Linked DNA regions of Rattus norvegicus: region 2 is linked to region 1. A link is a contact called in public Hi-C data. All regions are on one chromosome and are shown on one strand. The core of a region is the stretch at or near the end of the contact, and the rest is flanking DNA. Distances in the headings are between cores, read along the strand shown.

What was found. A called contact is a pair of places that touch in the nucleus more often than the background predicts.
Region 2: a contact with region 1 is called in a Hi-C map of frontal cortex, with 1.8 times the contacts expected there. The contact joins two enhancer-like sites. A contact is called at or near these places in 2 of 12 Hi-C or Micro-C datasets (frontal cortex and hepatocytes).

Annotation. Positions count from the first base shown.
Region 1 is chr18:27,177,524-27,180,329 of GRCr8, reverse strand. The region is part of intron 7 of Sil1 (SIL1 nucleotide exchange factor); the gene reads left to right. Among named protein-coding and RNA genes, the nearest start is that of Lrrtm2, 82 kb to the right of the region's middle. Within about 2 kb of position 1,354, at least 40 of the 93 cell types and tissues checked have an H3K27ac peak or open chromatin away from gene starts, as enhancers often do.
Region 2 is chr18:27,401,524-27,404,329 of GRCr8, reverse strand. No RefSeq gene overlaps it. Among named protein-coding and RNA genes, the nearest start is that of Sil1, 25 kb to the right of the region's middle. Within about 2 kb of position 1,434, at least 5 of the 93 cell types and tissues checked have an H3K27ac peak or open chromatin away from gene starts, as enhancers often do.

The DNA.
Region 1 (2,806 bases), core at 105-2,604:
TTAGACTCCTCGGGCCAGCTAGAGACTTCCAGAGGTCCTGAATGCTAAAAGCAATCCTTCCCCTCCTGGATAGATTACTTACAATAAAAGTAACTCTAAGTAAACTAAGTCCACTAGTCAGTCCCAAGATGGATGACTAATTATATATCTTAAAATAATATATAAAATATAAAATCAGCTCCATTTCTTTTCTCAATTTTTAGGATATCCATGCTTTGTCCAAGGATACCTTGACTCTCTCTGTTGTCTCATTCAGCTCTAGGAGTGGCTGATTCTTCAAGGGACTGCCTTCTTATAAGGGGGGGGGGGGTGATGGTGTCAAAAATTCTGAAGTTTCTAAAAAAAATGTCATTTTACAGAAAAGTTTCTTTATGCAAGCAAAAAATTTAAAATACCTCTGAAAATATTTTCAAGAACTACATTTTGTTTTTTAGTATACTGTGATGAAATCAGCCTTAATTTCAGTTCAACTAGTGTGTAAAAACATGCAGTGAGTGATTATTAGTCCCTGAAGGAGGCAAGACAGATGGAGCCCAGAATGGAATTGGCTTTATGATTAATTGAATCCTTAAAGAGTTGAATAGAGTTAGAGCTGCTCTGGCCCAATCAGAGCCCTGAGATGTCAGGTGCTGTCCTAAGCCTAGGAGAGAAAAGGACACAATGGCCTAGATTTATTCTCTACTAAGACAGACTGGGTATGTACAGCAGACAGTTCCCAGTTTTAAACTATCGATTCAAGATAATTGGAATAGAAACAAACAGTATTAGAGCCAGATCACAGGGACTTGTGCAAGTTGTCTCTTAAATCAGTCAGAGCCCGGGATTTGTTCTGGGGGCTCTGTATGAGTGAATCACTGAAACTCAGACACATGTGGAGCTGTCCAGCTAGGAGCAGAAGAGAGAGGAGAACCCCGAGCTGCCTGGAGTTGGAAACAAGGTGTAATTCCAGACTGCTTTTCTGTCTTTGGGGGCAGAAGTCTGCCAGAGAGGATTGTAATGCTCATTTTTCCTTTCTTTCTTTCCAGCAGAGATGCATAATGTATAGATTCAAAATAACTGCTCTTCTCCATAGTGAATAGATGGGTGTGTTCTTTTTTAATGTTTGGAGCAAATAAACACCTAGGGTAGCTGCTGCCTATGAGGGCCTTGCAAAGCAGGGAGAGGGGAGGAAGGACCACCAAGTCTGTGAGGACCAAGGGCTTGATAGATAGAATCATACTAGGAGGCCTGGTTTGTGTCAGACATTGTCTGGTGAGCTTGACAGCCTGGGATTTGCCTTCATAGTCAGGCAGAGTTGAGCAAGGAAGGAAGCCACATTTCCTCCCAACACACCATCTGACCAGTCTCCAGCCACAGTGTGGTGAGACATCACACCTAGACCCTAGCATGATTCTGATCTGAGCTCAGAAGACAGACATATGAGACACAGACTCGTCTACAGAAAGCTGATGATAAGTTCTCATTTTATTTCTCTAGGATTTTAATTTCCTTTTTGTAAAAGCAAGGGGAACAGAGAGCTAAGGCTCTTTCTTGCTGGCCTCAGAATGAGCAGATGAGTCCTGTGCCAAGTCCCTGGCAGAGTGCTAGCTGTACAATAAAGCCTCAGGGCGCAGGGAAGGCTCACCTTTACCTTTGAACTCTGCTGTTTTCCTCTCTGTGTGTTTTCCATTTTGAGCTCCTGTGAGTCAGGCTGCAGGCAGCTCATTTACATAAGAGTCAGCCAGAAGGAAAGCAGTTGAAGTCTGCTTTCATTTTGTGGTGGGAGGTGTTTTCCTGTTGAATTGCTAACCAGGCAGGTCAGTGGGAATCAAGGGCTCTCACTTATCCCTAGATGGAAACCAGCACAGCAAAACATGAGGGTGAAAAGAAGGGAGAAAAGAAGGAGGGGTGGGAACGTATCTGTACTGACATTTCTCAAACGGAACACACTTAAAAGGCAGTATTCCCAAGGGAAGGAGAGGAGGTTCCTTACTCTCACATTAGCAATGTTAAAATCAAGACCCATGTCTAACCCTTGTGTTATGAGGGTCTAAGTGGTGAAGACCACTTAGATATGGGTTCAAGCCAATGGAACATCTTTATTAGCCAGTCTGTGACTACACTGTGTGTTCGGGACCTGAGTGCAATCCTATGTCTTTCTCATGGTGAGCTTTTAAGCACAAAAGCTTCACCCTGGGCTAACACACCTCAGGTAGCAAGAACAGTTAGCCAGAAGTAGCACTGCAGAAGTCAAAAAGCATGGTTAATATCTTTAGAGACTTTCCCAGCTATGGACTTGGATGGATCGAGTTGTAGTTCTCTGTTTGGCTGGTGTTGCTGAATACCTGCAGGGTTCAAGGCCTGAATGCTCTGTTCATTATGAGCTCGCTGTGCCTACAGTCCGTGGTCTGTTACACAGGAGAACTTCACTTCCCTGCTGCCATGCTTGCATTCTCTTGATCTCACTGGCTACTCTGACTGTAACGTCCATGGAGTTTACTTTGCCTGTATTGCTGAGGTCCCTGTTGTAAACAATAGCATTGAGAAGGATCGAATCTCTCAGCCTCAGGCAGCCTTCAGTCTGATGAGAGGTGTATCCTCTTCCACAAGCTGTCTCATATCCCTCTTAGGCCCCAAGAATAAGCAACACTTGGGGCTTTCTCTCAGCTTTTGTCTGGGTATGATCTATGACAGGGAACATGGCAATACCATTCCTCATTGCTTGAAACTCAGAGGCCTCAAGAATACAGGGAGAGGAAGCGTGGTGGTGTGAAGTCAGTCAGTCTTTAGAAACACGCTCCCTTGCCATGCAGGGCCCAGGGAGCAT
Region 2 (2,806 bases), core at 185-2,684, 220 kb before region 1:
ATCCCCATGCAGGGAAGATTTATCAGGGTCTCTCGCCCTGCACTGTTATGTAAATGCGGCAATCCAATGGAAATAAGGCATCTAAGGAGCCTGAAGACAGAGCCGCTGTAAAAACTATCAATCTGCTTAACTCGCTCATTACCTTGCCTGCTCTTAGGGTACATTTTGGCAGGTCGTGGCAGCTAATAAAAGATGCTTTCTGCTTTCCTGGGTCCTAGGAGGTCATCTAGAGGACCGAATGTTTGTGGAGTGCCTGAAAAATTATCTACATAAATCAAGGGTATTATTATTTCTGCTGTCATGTGAGCCATCTCTGTGCTCCTGGTTTGACAGATGTCAGCTCTGTCTCCAACCCAGAGCTAACCCTAGGCTTGTGTGTCTGTAGCTTCCTTTTGCTGTCTTTATCTATAAGCAAGGCTCTCTCCTCTCTGTCCTATTTTTAGGTAGGTAGTCCCTAAGCACCCCAGATGTTTGCTTGTCCTGTAGGTTTAATAGGAAGATTAAGGGGGCTGGAAATTCTCTGAGCAGCTCTTACCATTTCCAGCTCACTGGAGTGGAGGGTGGGATGGGTCTGTCTGAAGCAGGGGAGCAGTTAGTCGGAACCCCTTCCCCGCAGTCCCGGAGCAGCAGCACTGAAGCCTGAGGATGACACAGGCTACCCACAATTGCTCAAAGGTTGTTCTCCAAAGGGCTTACATTGTCCTGTAACAAGGCTGGTAGGAGAGCCTTGTTATTTACGTGTCGGAGGAAAGGTGTGGGTTTGAGCCCCAGCTTTACCTCCTGAAGTTAGTTCTCATTTGCAGCTCTCCAGCGAAACAGTGTCTGCTTCCTAGGGTTGATGCGAGGATAAATGAGACAGGGCATGTGAAGAGCTGAGCATGTAGGAAAATAACTTTGTCGTTTGAAGTGCCAGAGTGCTTTCTAGATCAGGAGCCATCCCCTTCAAGACCTCGCGCCCTTCCCCAGAAAAGGGCTGTAGGTCTGAGTTGTGCCTGGTTCTCTTGGGATGAGGCTGTTTCAACCCAGCAGTCCTTTGGGGGATGCACTTGAAGTTCTGGAGGAGGCAATAGAAAGGCAAGAAGAGTTTTTGGGGGAGGTGGGTGTCTCTTACTTAGAAATGTCAAGAGTCAGAGCTGGAAGTGAGGGAGGTGGCGGGGGAGGGAGGAGGGAAGAGTATAGGATGTCTCTAAGCTGCCAGCCGGATGGGGCTGCAGTTCTCTGGCCCTGGCACTTCCTGCCACCCCCAGTCTTGGGAATGAGTCACTAGAGGGAGGAGTGATGAAGGCGGCATGCTCTGCCCCCAGAGCAACGGGTTCTGTTCCCCAAAAGAGGTCTGGTGGGAGGGAGATCAAGAGCTCAGGGGCAACCGGTGGGCTGGGCGGGCCTGAGGGGAGCAAGGAGGAGCTTCCAAGGCTCAGTTTCCTTACTGTGCACCAGGAACAGGTCCTGCCTGTCACTGTGAGTGACAGCTCAGAGTCCACAGAGGACAGGCGGTACCCTCCTACAGCTGCTCTTTCAGACTTCTGCCCCTGTTTGCCCAGTTTTCTCCAGATGAGGGAGCTTCATATCCTTTTAATCATCTACGGTAGGGGAGGGGGCCAGAGTCCACACCTCCCTGTCCATCTAGCCACTCAAAGTCTCCTTCCACTTATAGTCTTTTTCTTTGACTCTGAACATCTTATCCATGATTTTGTTGAGTCTATTGGCTCATTTGGGAGGATTTTTCCCCCTATGAATGCTTGATCCTTCTGTACAGTTGTGGTAAATTGAGTTAGTGTCTCTCTGTCTCTCTCTGTCCCACCCAACACACCTTCCCTTCTTCCTTCCCTCCCTCCCTCTCTCCCATTTCCTTTTCTCTCCCCTCCTTCTCCCTTTCCTCTTTCTTAGACAGTGTCTCCTAAAGCCCAGACTTCAAACTTTCTATGTGGCCAAGCAGGGTTATGCTATCACCACACTATCAAGAGGGTGCCTTTTGGTGCTTTGTTATTTAGCCCAGGCTGTCATCAAACACTTGGTTCTTCTTTCAACTTGCCTCTTCCTCTTCCTCCTCCTCCTCCTCTTCCTCCTCTTCTTCCTCCCTCTTTTTCCAAGACAGGGTTTCTCTATGTAGCCCTAGCTATCCCGGAACTCACTCTGTAGACCAGGCTAGCCTCAAACTTAGAGATTCACCTGCCTCTGCCCCCTGAGTGCTGGGAGGAGTGCTGGGAGGAGTGCTGGGAGGGATTAAAGGTGTGAGTCACCTCCACCTGACTCAGTTCTCTTCTTTTTTTTTTTTTTAAAGATTTATTCATTTATTATATATAAGTATACTGTAGCTGTCTTCAGATACACCAGAAGAGGGCATCAGATTTCTTTATAGATGGTTGTGAGCCACCATGTGGTTGCTGGGAATTGAACTCAGGACCTCTGGAAGAGCAGTCGGGGCTCTTAACCACTGAGCCATCTCTCCAGCCCCTCAGTTCTCTTCTTTAACTGCTGTTTTCTAACTCTTCTTTATGTTTTGCATTTGCTAAATACTTGCTACAGGCTACGTTCTTTACCCATATTTGTAATGAACTTCATACTTGTAATGACCTAATGCTCATTTCACAAATAAGAAAACTAGGGCCCATAAGTTCCTAAGACACGGAGTCAACAGGTGGCAGAGATGAAGTTTGGAGCAAAGTACCCACATTTTTATTGTCGTAAGAATGCTGGGGCCTGGGATATTGCTGTTGGTAGAGTGCTTGCATAGCGTGCACGAAGCCCTGGGATCAATCCCCAGGACTACATAAAACTGGGCATAGTAATGCACACCTATAATCCC